3 separate regions of the Mus musculus genome follow, and all the other regions are linked to region 2. Evidence: chromatin contacts called from public HiChIP or PLAC-seq and promoter capture Hi-C data. All regions are on one chromosome and are shown on one strand. Each heading gives the region's core, a stretch centred on a gene start, on an enhancer-like site or on the middle of the called end of the contact. The rest is flanking DNA. Distances are from core to core; before and after follow the strand shown.

What was found. Promoter capture Hi-C pulls out the DNA fragments that hold promoters and counts their contacts. HiChIP or PLAC-seq counts read pairs in DNA pulled down with a chosen protein or histone mark.
Region 1: a promoter capture Hi-C map of hematopoietic stem and progenitor cells shows a contact between it and region 2. The contact joins the promoter of Capzb here to the promoter of Sh2d5 in region 2. A contact is called at or near these places in 1 of 39 promoter capture datasets (hematopoietic stem and progenitor cells) and 1 of 115 datasets of contacts at active chromatin or transcription factors (pancreatic cancer cells).
Region 3: a contact with region 2 is called in an H3K4me3 HiChIP or PLAC-seq map of forebrain, with 4 times the contacts expected there. The contact joins the enhancer-like site here to the promoter of Sh2d5 in region 2. A contact is called at or near these places in 3 of 39 promoter capture datasets (embryonic stem cells, hippocampal neurons and neural stem cells), 1 of 15 datasets of contacts at CTCF or cohesin (embryonic stem cells), 1 of 484 Hi-C or Micro-C datasets (cortical neurons), 3 of 115 datasets of contacts at active chromatin or transcription factors (embryonic forebrain, embryonic stem cells and forebrain) and 1 of 9 other capture datasets (embryonic stem cells).

What each region holds. Positions count from the first base shown.
Region 1 is chr4:139,191,535-139,195,040 of GRCm38.p6, reverse strand. It overlaps Capzb (capping protein (actin filament) muscle Z-line, beta), which reads right to left and starts at 2,142. Exons shown (of 9, transcript NM_009798.4): 1 at 2,013-2,142. The coding sequence starts at 2,015.
Region 2 is chr4:138,249,128-138,252,781 of GRCm38.p6, reverse strand. Sh2d5 (SH2 domain containing 5) reads right to left here and starts at 2,371. Exons shown (of 10, transcript NM_001099631.1): 1 at 2,274-2,371.
Region 3 is chr4:138,857,101-138,860,763 of GRCm38.p6, reverse strand. It overlaps a transcript of Pla2g5 not described here. Among named protein-coding and RNA genes, the nearest start is that of Gm32930, 4.5 kb to the left of the region's middle. Within about 2 kb of position 1,308, at least 27 of the 459 cell types and tissues checked have an H3K27ac peak or open chromatin away from gene starts, as enhancers often do. A contact at or near this core is called in cortical neurons, embryonic stem cells, forebrain and 1 more, where this site is marked.

The sequences.
Region 1 (3,506 bases), core at 893-3,392, 940 kb before region 2:
TCAGACACACAACAGCAGACAAGGAAGACCGCAGTCTGGAGGCTGCTAGGCAGGCTCCCACTGGCCAAGAGTGCTCTCCACACAGATGCAACAACATTTTGAATGAGTTACAATGAATGCCCCAGCTTTTCTTCACCTGTCAGATGGACAAAGCGAAAGCCTAGATGATTCTGTGGAGACTAAGTCCCATCTGGCCACTCCACCACCCTCTCCTGCTTTGGTGCTGGGAGTACACACAGAAAACTTCAGTCTACTTTGAAGAATCTCACCCAAAACTGTCCTGGACAAGTCCTTTCCCCCTGCAGACTAAGGTCAGGGGTTCAGACCCCCAGGCCCGTTTCCAGCCAAGAGCAATAACATGAAAACCTGTCTTGCCTATGCTTTTAATCAATATATAGAAAGTTTACTAGCCAATCAGACTTAGTCATCCCCAATACAGTTGCTGCACCCTTGCTAAAACAAGGCACAGGGTACCTCAAAACCATCTAGGGTCCAAAATCCCCTCCTAAATATCGACCAGGCAGGAGGGGAGCCACCTGTAAGGCTACACGGAGCAGGTGGGTTGCCTTCCCTCTCAGCCTACCTTACAAGGCTTCCTTGACCATGTGAGGTAGTTCTCTGGCCCTTCCACCACCAAAGATGGTGGGCCTGCTCTGCAGGTATCCAGGTAGATTAGGGGGTGCAGGGGTATGGGGGAGGAGGGAAGTGACACATCTAAGGCTCCTCAAATAAGTTGCTAGCATAGTGTGCCTGTCTTCATTACCAAAACAAACACCATGAGTGGAGTCCGGGAGCTCTCCGGCCTGTGAGTTTCTGCTCACCTGCTCCGAGGCACCTCCATAATCAGCAGTCCCAACTCTAACAAGCTGACAGTTCAGGGGGAAAGGAAGGCTGCGCCTGCTAGGATGCATCGTGTCCAGGCCGTAGGTTGGGCTGCTGAGCTCCGTGTCCCCCTAGCCCCAGGGCTGCGGCCTCACAAGAGCAATTGTGAGTTCACCCCTGTCCAGTTGGCTTACCAACCCGTCAGCACTCTGCTCCCCACTCAGGCAGGGCACCCCTCAAGACGCGCTCTATTAGCCGCACTACCACTAGGCCCTCCCAAGGGAAATGCCCTGTTCTGCCTTCCGGGCATACAGATGCCGCCCTTCTCTCCCTCGCTCGCCTGCTCACTCACACCGAAGCGGCCTCCCCAGAAAGGGGCAAACCTAGGAAAGGCTCAGTACCCAGACCACCCCCACCCTGGCTGGGGCTCTCCCCCGCTCGCCAGAGGCTGCCCAGAAAGAGCCTCCTAGGAACAGGAGAGGGGACACCTGGGTCAGGAGCAGGACACGGAACAAGCAGGGTCTAGATGGGAGGGTGAGAGCAGCGAAGGGCTGACGCAGGCTAGGCTAAGTCGTGAGAAGTCGGGGGAAGGGGACGGCTAGGGCCGGGGACAGGGAGGTGCAGGGAGGGGGGGAACACAGCTGGAGTAGAGAGGCCACACTTGAGGACCGACCGCAGAGAGAAGATTCCATGACGGTGAAGGAAACAAACCTAGGCAGAGTTCACTGGAAAGGGCTTATCGGGGTGCAGACTGGGGCCATGGAGAGGAGAAGAGTTTGGGGGAAGGGGACCTAGACTGGACCACTGGAGCGAGAACCACGGTCCTAGCCTGGGCCCTGGGGCCGAGGCAGGAGCCCAAGTACAGCCCATGGGATGAAGGCCTGCGAGAGGGGTGCCCGGCCTGGCCCCTGAAGGAAGGAAGGTCTAGCCTGGGATAGGCGAGACTAGCCTGGACTTGCAGGGAGAAGAACTGGGCTCCACATGGAGCCCAGGGCGGGGTCATAGGCTATCAGGGCCTCCCGCCGCCCACTCCGGACCCGAAGAGTGGCGTCTGCCTAGGGTCCGGGACCCCGCCCCTCCCCCACCCCGGATCCCCACCCTTCCCGGGCCGGGCGGGTCGGCGAAGGAGTGGACGCGAGCTCCGGCGGTGAGAGGGGTCCCGGGATGGAGCCGTGAAGGGGTCCCTTTACCATGGTGGCGGCGGCGGCGACGGTCCCTGTCCCGGCGTCTGTGGCTCTCCCCCCCGCAGCAGGGCCCTGCGCTTCCACTTCCCCGGGTGCCCAAGAGTGAACATCCGGGTCAGCGCCCCCCTCCCCCCCCCACCCCCCCGCGCCGGGCAGCCACCACCTTCCTTCCCCGCCCCGGCCAGCCCGACCCGCCCCCCAGCCGCCAGCTCCCGACCAATGAGAGCGCGGGGCCGCAGCGATCGCCAAGTATGGAGCGCCGCGCGGGGGGCGGGGACGGGGGCAGGCCCTGTGGTCGAGTGGGCGTGTCCTGTCTCAGGAGGGGCGGGCCAGGCGCAACGCTCCTGCGCGGCCAGGGCTGTGGCGTTCCGGAGGGACTGGGTCTACTTGCGTCCCTCCTCTGACTGTCAGCCTCGCTTCTCGCAGCTGCAGGACGCGGGCTAGCTGAGGGTGGAGCGGTTCACTGGTTCCCCTGGGCGGAGGATGCGGAAGGCGCCGAAACTAGGAGGGGACCGGCCCTCCGCAACCCACCCGGACCCGGAACTGGTGCGCCGGACGAGGCCCGGCCCCTACAGAGCGAGCGGAACCTGCATGGGGAAGCCGGCTCTGCCGCCCCTGTTGCTGAACACCTGCTATCAGGACCAGGCGGGCAGCTTTTAGGTACCAAAAGATGACAAGTGAATAAGCCATAAGGATCCCTGCCTGCACTTCATAGCTACCAGAGTAGTTGTGGGAAAGACCCGGGTAAGAAGACTAGAACATTTGGGTTCAATAAATGCTGTTTCATATACTTTTTTACATTATGTACAGAGAATCAGCCCGTTTCCCTAAATGAGTATCTCTCTCGAATCATATAGTGACTCAGAAATCCCTCTTTGTTTTCAGGTCTGAAGATTGAACGTAGAGCCTCAGGCAGGCTAGGCTAAGCTCTTCCACTTAACTGCAGCCCCAACCAGAAATTTGCTGTTCAAAAGAGTGAATTTTGTTTTGTTATCTAGAACTCAGGAGCCCTAGAATTGCACGTTTTGTTTATAACAACCCCCTACACGGCTTGCTCACCCTCCGTTTAGAGTCATATCAGGTCCTGAGAAGAGATCAGAAAACATCTGAGGGGAAACTGTGCCCTAGGCCTCTGAGCTTATAGTCAAGTGAAAGCTTGCAGGGACAGCCACCAGCAAAGAAAGCGTCCAGGTAAGTCTCTCAAGAATGACATAGACCAATATTACAGGAGTTCAGAGAAGGGAGTGGCACTTAGAAGGTCATTACACCGGAAGTATTTATCATGTAGCTATTGGCCAAGCACTGTGTAGGAAGCAGGCTGGAGAAATTACAGCTTTGAGCAAAATAGCCCATGATGGCATATGGCTTGTGGGTAAGATTTCACCTCCAGGAATAGAGCCTCTTACAGCCTGGGTAAGTACCCCTGTCCTGAGTTAAGGCCCCTTCAAGCTTGAAACCTGGTCAGAGACCAGGTACCCTATCTAATAAAGTATTGGGGGT
Region 2 (3,654 bases), core at 1,122-3,621:
GCCCTGATTTTTGTTTTTGTTCCCCCCCCCCCGGGACCTTTAGCCAGATCCAGAGGTGGAGGACTGTCCTATGGGACAGATGCATCAATGGACCAGTTACTGCAAAGCAGAGTGGAGGAAAGCCTTGGGGTCCCTGCAGACTCAGCATCCCCAGAGACACCTGCCCTCTCCCAGCTGCCTTCTCACCAGCCTTCTTGCAATGACTGGCTCAGGTCAGAGAGGCCTGGGCACAAGATCTGTGTGGCTTTGGTGCAGCCGCCCCACCTCTCTATGCACTCATTTCCTTTCCTGAAAACTCTGGGTAATATGAGGTACAAGCCGCCCCCCTCCCCCCATCTGCTGGCCAGAAGGGAGCTTGGGAAGACAGCAGAGTCTAGCCACTTTCAAGACTTCCTGTCCAGGTGACACCAACTGGAACCCCTCAGCGATGGTGAAAGTCAGGCTGGGAAGGAAGCTGGCCTGGAGGCTTTGACTCCCCAGGAGAGCGCAGGAGTTAGTAGGGTGGCCTGAAAGTACCAAAGCGGCAGATGTACTTGGAAAGGGAGGAGCTCGGGTGCCTTAGAATTGATGCTCTTAGATCCCTCCACCCTACTGGCCAGTGACCTTCAAGCCCAGGCTTCAACCAGGGAGAGTGGGAAACAATGGCTGTAGCCCCGCCCCTGCCCCAGTCCACCCAGACCTCCCCAAGGCTGCTGCCGACCTTCGCTCTGCCAACCTTCCCTTCTAACCCTGCTCACTTCCCAGTCGCCTGTCCCGACGGCACATCTGTTGTTTATATAAAGCAGACCACAGTCTTGCCACGTGCCGCCTGCCCCTTCCCAGCAGGGGGACGCAGCTCCCCCGGAGGCAGTGAAGTGCTTCTTCACTTTCTAATCACCAAGGCAGGCAGAAGAGAACAAGGAAGCAGAGACCACAAGACTCATAGCCGGCAATGAGACCCGTAAGGAAGCGGGATGGAACGAATGAAAAGAAAAGCAATCACGAAAGAGACAAAGAGAGCTGACGAGAGCCCTTCACACCCCTGCCTGCGCCTGGCAAGCACAGGGTAAAGAGCCAAGGGTCAGCAAAGCTCACACTCACACACACACAGACACCAGCTTGCCCAGTCCTCTGTGGGGGAAAGGGGCATATAGAAGCGGGGGGGGGGGGGGGGGGAGAGAAGGCGGGTGGACAGCATCCTCCAAGCACCTGGCCGTCGTCCCCAGCCTCCTTATATTTAGCCTCCCCAGAAACAGGAACTGTGTGCCCCTCTTCCAGTCTGATCCTGCCTTAGACCAAGGAGGTCACCAGGGTTCATTGAAACCCTGAAAACGACCACACACCCAACTCATCTCTTTGAACCAAAAAAAAAGTTTCCCACAGGGGTTTGTCTGCTGCGGCCAGGTCATACCTACAGAGGCACATACGGGCTTCTATTTTCCAGAGGGCGGGGGGGGGTGTTCTCCTTAGGAGCAGGAGACTGGCTATGTTAACTCTATACTTCACGTCCAATCACAGGGCCCTGTGCACCATAAAACTCAACAATCTATCCATTCAGGGTACTTGGGAGACTCCCAAGCCTGCAGACCCCAGCTACTGGACTAAAGGCACACATCACAGGATGGAGAGCTGGCAAACCCAGGACTCTCTGCCGAGGCTAGGCAGTACCCTTCTGCTTACAGTCTATGGGGCCCCCAAGCAGGCATCCATCCTTGGTATACACTGGGTCTGTATCTGTGCAGAAGTAGCCAGTAGTAGCCTCATAGCTGCAACAACTCAGGCGCTAGGTATGGAACTGTTTAGAAAGGCTGGGCTCCCAGCCCAGCACACTTCTGCTACCATCTCCACAGGCCCTGGACCCGCGCAACAAGGGACTGGACTGGGGTTCAGCAGGTTTGGCTGATGTGACCTTGGCCTGCCAGCTTCCAGTTCCTCAGTTGTGAAGGGGACCGCGAAGGCAGCCACCTCCTGGGTCTGTTCATCAGCCTCTGTTCTTCCCGAAATCTATCTGGTCGCGGGGAGTACACAAGGCTGGATAGGGAAGACGCGGAAAGGATCGCGAGCGGAGGTGCGGAGCGCGTGCGAGCGCAGACAGCGATCTCGCAAGCGTCACCATCCCCACGCAGCGCTAGGTTCTCGGAGGGGCACAGGTGCCCCGGCGCCAGAAAGGGAGGTATGGTGACGGGGACTGAGGTGATGGCAACTGCCGGCGGAGGGAAGTGGGGGTGCGGCTCGCTCTGGGAAGACCCTCCCGGCTTCGGCCCAGCCCCCGGAGGGTTCCCAGGAGCACTCACCACCGCTACCGCGCCTCCTGGCAGGTCTCACAGCTCCGTTTCCCGCAGCTTCTGCTCCTACCCAGCGCGGGGCCCGCCCCACCCCCGCACACGCCCCCGCCCCCGCGCCGCGCGCCCCCCACGTGGCCCTGGGATCCGACCCCTTGGGCATCACCTGGCCGCGGCGCCGGCCTCACCAGCCAATCGGAGCCGCTCCGCTCCGCCGTGCCGCCCAATCAGAGGCTGCGAGGGTACCTGGCTCCGCCCACGCTGCGACCTGGGTTGGCTCCTCCTTGTCGCTCTTCCTCCACGAAGCTGTCCAGACTCGGTGAGCTCAGGGCCTCGCTACTCGTCTGCTCCTCGGGGCAGACCTAGCTACTCCACTAGGTCTGCACGGTCGCTCAATGACCTTGCAGACCCACCCCTTCACACGCAAATGGCAGAGGACTTGGTGGCATGAATCCACTTACTGGGTGGAGATTGATTGGACCGCTCAGCTGGGGTCCAGCAGGAGTGGTGACTCTTGTCCTTCCGGCCTCACGGAAATCCACTTAGATGGGGAAATGGTGAGTGAATTTAGCCAGCGCGCGCACAGAGCCGAGAGGGCGAGCTCTTCTGATCCCATTAGGTGAGGAGCGCAGTAGGTGGCCCAAATAAATCGCAAATCCGAGCCAGGCAAGCGCGTGGTGTGTATTAAACCCGAAATCTGCAGAGAGAACGCATCAGAAACTGCCCGTGTGGCACACCGCAGAAATCCAGGACATAAGGGTTCAGACCCAGGGAGGGACACCAAGACAGATGACAGAGCCCGCGAGAAGGTGGACCTGAATCTGCAGCCTCAGGGGAGTTCCCAGGTGCAGTGCAGAGTGCGCAGGGCACGGCTCTGGGCATCCCTTGTCTCTGCAGAGCTCCTAACACCTTTCCAGAGGCAACAATAAGGTGTGATTGTTGCCCACAACCAGGCACTTCTCTCTCCCCAGTGGGACTTAGATTAACACTTTAATCATGTTAATCCTCCAGGGCCTCTCCCATAGCCATTACCACCCCTGACTCAGCCAGGTGAGAACTGGAAGGCCTGACAGGGACACTGACCTGGTAAGTGAAGGGTCAGTAAATACCGATGCTATTTTGAATTTCTTTTGTCTGTGACCTTTGGCAATTCCCCTGTGCAGAATGGTAAGGAATCTCCCTAACAGTCTCCAGGCCTGGACAGTGAAGGAGCAACGGGGGGGAGGGGGGGGGCAAGCTCAGTTCACCAAACGGGCAACTCAGGATACATAAAAACGAAAAGGCTCCCTCCTAACTCTTAAAAAGAAATATTTAAAGCTCCTTACTTCATCTTAGTTTATTTTATTTTTAAATAAAATGCACTTTTTATAGAATAAAATTTTACAATTTTATA
Region 3 (3,663 bases), core at 59-2,558, 610 kb before region 2:
TCCTTCTCCTCCTTCTCCTCCTTCTCCTCCTTCTCCTCCTTCTCCTTCTTCTCCTTTCTTCTTCTTCTTTTCTTCTCCTTCCTCCTCCTCCTCCTCCTCCTCCTCCCCTTCTCCACTCAAATTGACTAACAGATATTTAGATTGCCAGGCACTGTGGGTCCCCTGGGCTCTTTCAAGTAGTTCAAGGACACTCCTGGTCCTGGGGATCTCAGTTTGCCTCCCTGGCCCTTGCCCATCTGCTCCCCCTCCCCAACCCCCTGAGCTCTGTCACTGGGAGGCCAGAACCCTGGCTCCCTCTCCCTTGGCAGCTTTTCTACCCAAGATCTGCTCCAGCATCAGCTGTCAATCAAGTACAGGCACACCCTTGACTTCCTGGTCTTTCAGGCCTCCCCAACCACCACTGTGTGTGTCTGTCTTCATTTTCTGTGACGCGCAAATTTCCAATTGTGGTCCCCGCACCAGCTCTGCCGTACCCTGTTCCTCCCACCAGCTTTGCCGCATCCCGTTTAATAAGCCTTCCTTCTGGAAGCCTTCGTCTTCATCAGTTCAGCCATAAGACAGAGACTGCTTCTGCTGCTCGCGGCATCTGTCTTGGAATCTTCCAAGTAGCCCTAAAGCCTTAACCAGGCATCTGATCCCCCCACTGTTTCTTTCCCCACAGAAAAGACATCCCGGAACTTGGCCTTCTGCTGACAGCTTGGCCACTGTGTTAGAGAGCACCTGGCCCGTTCCTAGGAGTGTTTTTCTATCTGAGCATGGCGGAGGTCCATTCAACACTTCCTAACCAGTTCCAACCCTCCGCTGCCCCCTGCGGTGGAAGCCGGAACACCATGAGCGCGCCTCTCTCTGAGCAGCCCAGGCAGGCAGGCATCTTGGGAGGGAAGAGCCTAGCCACTCCTCTCAGAGTAGAGCGCTTACAGGGTAATAAATATCCTTCATGCAGCTGCTGATGTCCTCTTTAGCGCAGATGACATTCGTTGCACCTCCCTTCCTCACACACGAGGGAGAAAATGAGGTCGGGCACAGAAGCCCATCTTCTGTCATTTTTCAGGCTGTTTCCTGATGGCGGGTGCCCCGTCCCCAGGAAGCAGCCGGATGGGAGATGGTTCTCACAAAGTCGATAAGGCCTTGTTACACTTTTCTTCTGAGAAGAAAACCCAGGCTCAGAGACGCTACTTTGTTCTACAGCATTTTTTTTTAAAAAAAGATTTATTTTATTTTATTTCTCTGCATATGTGCATCTATCTGCGGCTTTGTATGTGTGAGTGCTCGTGGAGGCCAGCAGAGGGCGTCAAACCCTAGAGTTGTGCTTTGGCAGCAAGCAGCTGTGTTTCCTGTGTAGCTTCTTCCAAGGGCTCAGTGGAGCGCTCAAAGTAGCTGCGTGCTTAGTTCAAGGCGGCCAGGGTACCAGGGAATGGTCTATCAGCTGTCAAGTAAGGCGTTAAACCGTCTCAAAGCCCAGTGTCATAGCTTACTTAAAGACACATTAAAAAGGAGCACTTGCAATAAGGATACCATTAACACTAACGGGGTTCTATAACATTTCTAACGCTGAGCTTCTGCCTGGCAGAAGTCTCAGGCAGTCTTGGGCCCTTTAAATCTCACTTCCTCTGCAGATACACCCCCGGGGATCTTTTCTCCAAGGCTAGCTGAGGATGGGGCCTCTCAGAGCCCCTGACATGAAGATAAGGCTCCTGCTGCAGTCAGTGCTCATGCTTTGTGGTAAGGGTCCACCCATGACTTCTGTCCCCTTTCACATCTGGATTCCTGCTAGGAGGCTGTGATGGGGTGGGGGTGGAGGTGGGGGCGGGGTAACGTGTTGACTGTGGTCCAGGCATGGGAACCTGCTAGATGTCTAAAATGTCATTGGAAAGGGGACCAGCAAGTTAGCTGTTTGGGTTTATGGTCTCCATGACTACGATTAGGTTAGGAGACCATCAAGAGATCCAGGTGTTGGCCGGCATAAATGGCATCTTCTGAGCCAAATACAAGTGAGCACGGCCGGGGGAACACAGACTCAAGTTTCCCCGAATGGCAAACTCCTCTACCCACAGAGAGACCGCCTTGTGTAAGCTCGGCTGTCACTCAGCAGCAGGTGGCTCGCGAAGCAGGCTGACTGCAGAGGCACAGACGGTCTTCCAGTTCACACACTGTCTTCCATGAGGCAAGAACATCTCTGCCAGGACTCTCATGTTATCACCTTAGTCTGACGTTTGCTACGAGCTAGGAGAGATGCACCAAGCTTGGTGTACATTCTACAAATTGTATCCAGTGATGTGTGTGTGTGCCCGCGCGTGTACAAGTTTACATGTAGCCCAGTCTGCATGTGGATGTCAGTACACATGTGTGTGAATGCATGTAGAGGTCAGAGATGTCAGGGTCACACCTCGGCCCCCTCTCCACCTTCCTTGTGAGACAGACTCTTTCACTGACCTGGACTGGAATTACAGGCAGGTGTCACCACATTGGATCCCCGCCCCCCCCCCCCATCAGCTATGCCCTTTTTTTAATAGTTAATTTAGTTACATGGGAAACTAATACCAAAACACACTTAGCCCAGATGATCAAGTACTGCATAGGCAGACGCTCACGGGCAAACAGACGGTCATCTTTGAGCACCAGATCAACGCTTGAGAAGGTAGCTGCCACAGCTCAGCCTCTATCTTTTGCCTTAGGGTCTGTCCTCCAGCTTGTTCAGCAAGGTTTTTTTTTTTTCCTTTTTACTGAGTGAGCCATCTCCCCTCCCCCGTATAACCTAAGAGGACTTTGTTTCTGGATCTCTCCAGAGCCACAGAGCACCAACGAGCAGGGATCAAACACACTTCAAGCCCCCACAGTACAGCTGCAGACTCTTGGGGACACGCCATTTAACTTGGCAAGAGACTGTGGGAAGTTACTGCGGGCTCCGGCGGGATCATACGGGGACCTGGCTCCTAGGTCTGAGTCCACGGAAGCCTTGGGGTTTGTGGGTTTGCGGTTGGGTGTGATGGTGTCAGGATGCTGAGCTTGGGAGGAGACGGGGGAGGCCTGGTGGTGAAGGAAGATACTTATTTTTGAGGAAGTTCTGTTGTGAGTGGGGGTGAGGGAGACTTTTAGTCTGAGACAAATAATTAGGGTGCCCGATGATAGAACTCATAGTTGGGATGTAAGGGTCTTTCTATCTCATACTGGGGCTCCTCTGATTCAAGCAGGGTGTCCTCCCCATGTTGGGGTCTTATCCAACCAGAGGAGAAGCTCTGGTTTCTTTTACAAATCCACAATGTATCCAGGATTGATACTGACCAGGCGGATTTTTTTTTTTTTTAAAGATTTACTTATATGTAAGTACACTGTCTTCAGACACTCCAGAAGAGGGCGTTAGATCTCATTACGGTTGGTTGTGAGCCACCATGTGGTTGCTGGGATTTGAACTCAGGACCTTTGGAAGAGCAGTCAGTGCTCTTAAACCACTAAGCCATCTCACCAGCCCCATAAATGATGACTTCTGCTAGGAGGCAGCCTCAGATCCTGACAGGGATGGTGCCTTGCTGTTTCCATGACAACACCAACACCTATACTAGGACTGTTTGACTGTGGGCCACCCATGGGCTCCTGTTTTGAATGTTTTCTTCAGTTGGTGCTGCGGTTTGGCTTGGGATCTTTTTAGGAGGTAAGAGCTAGTTG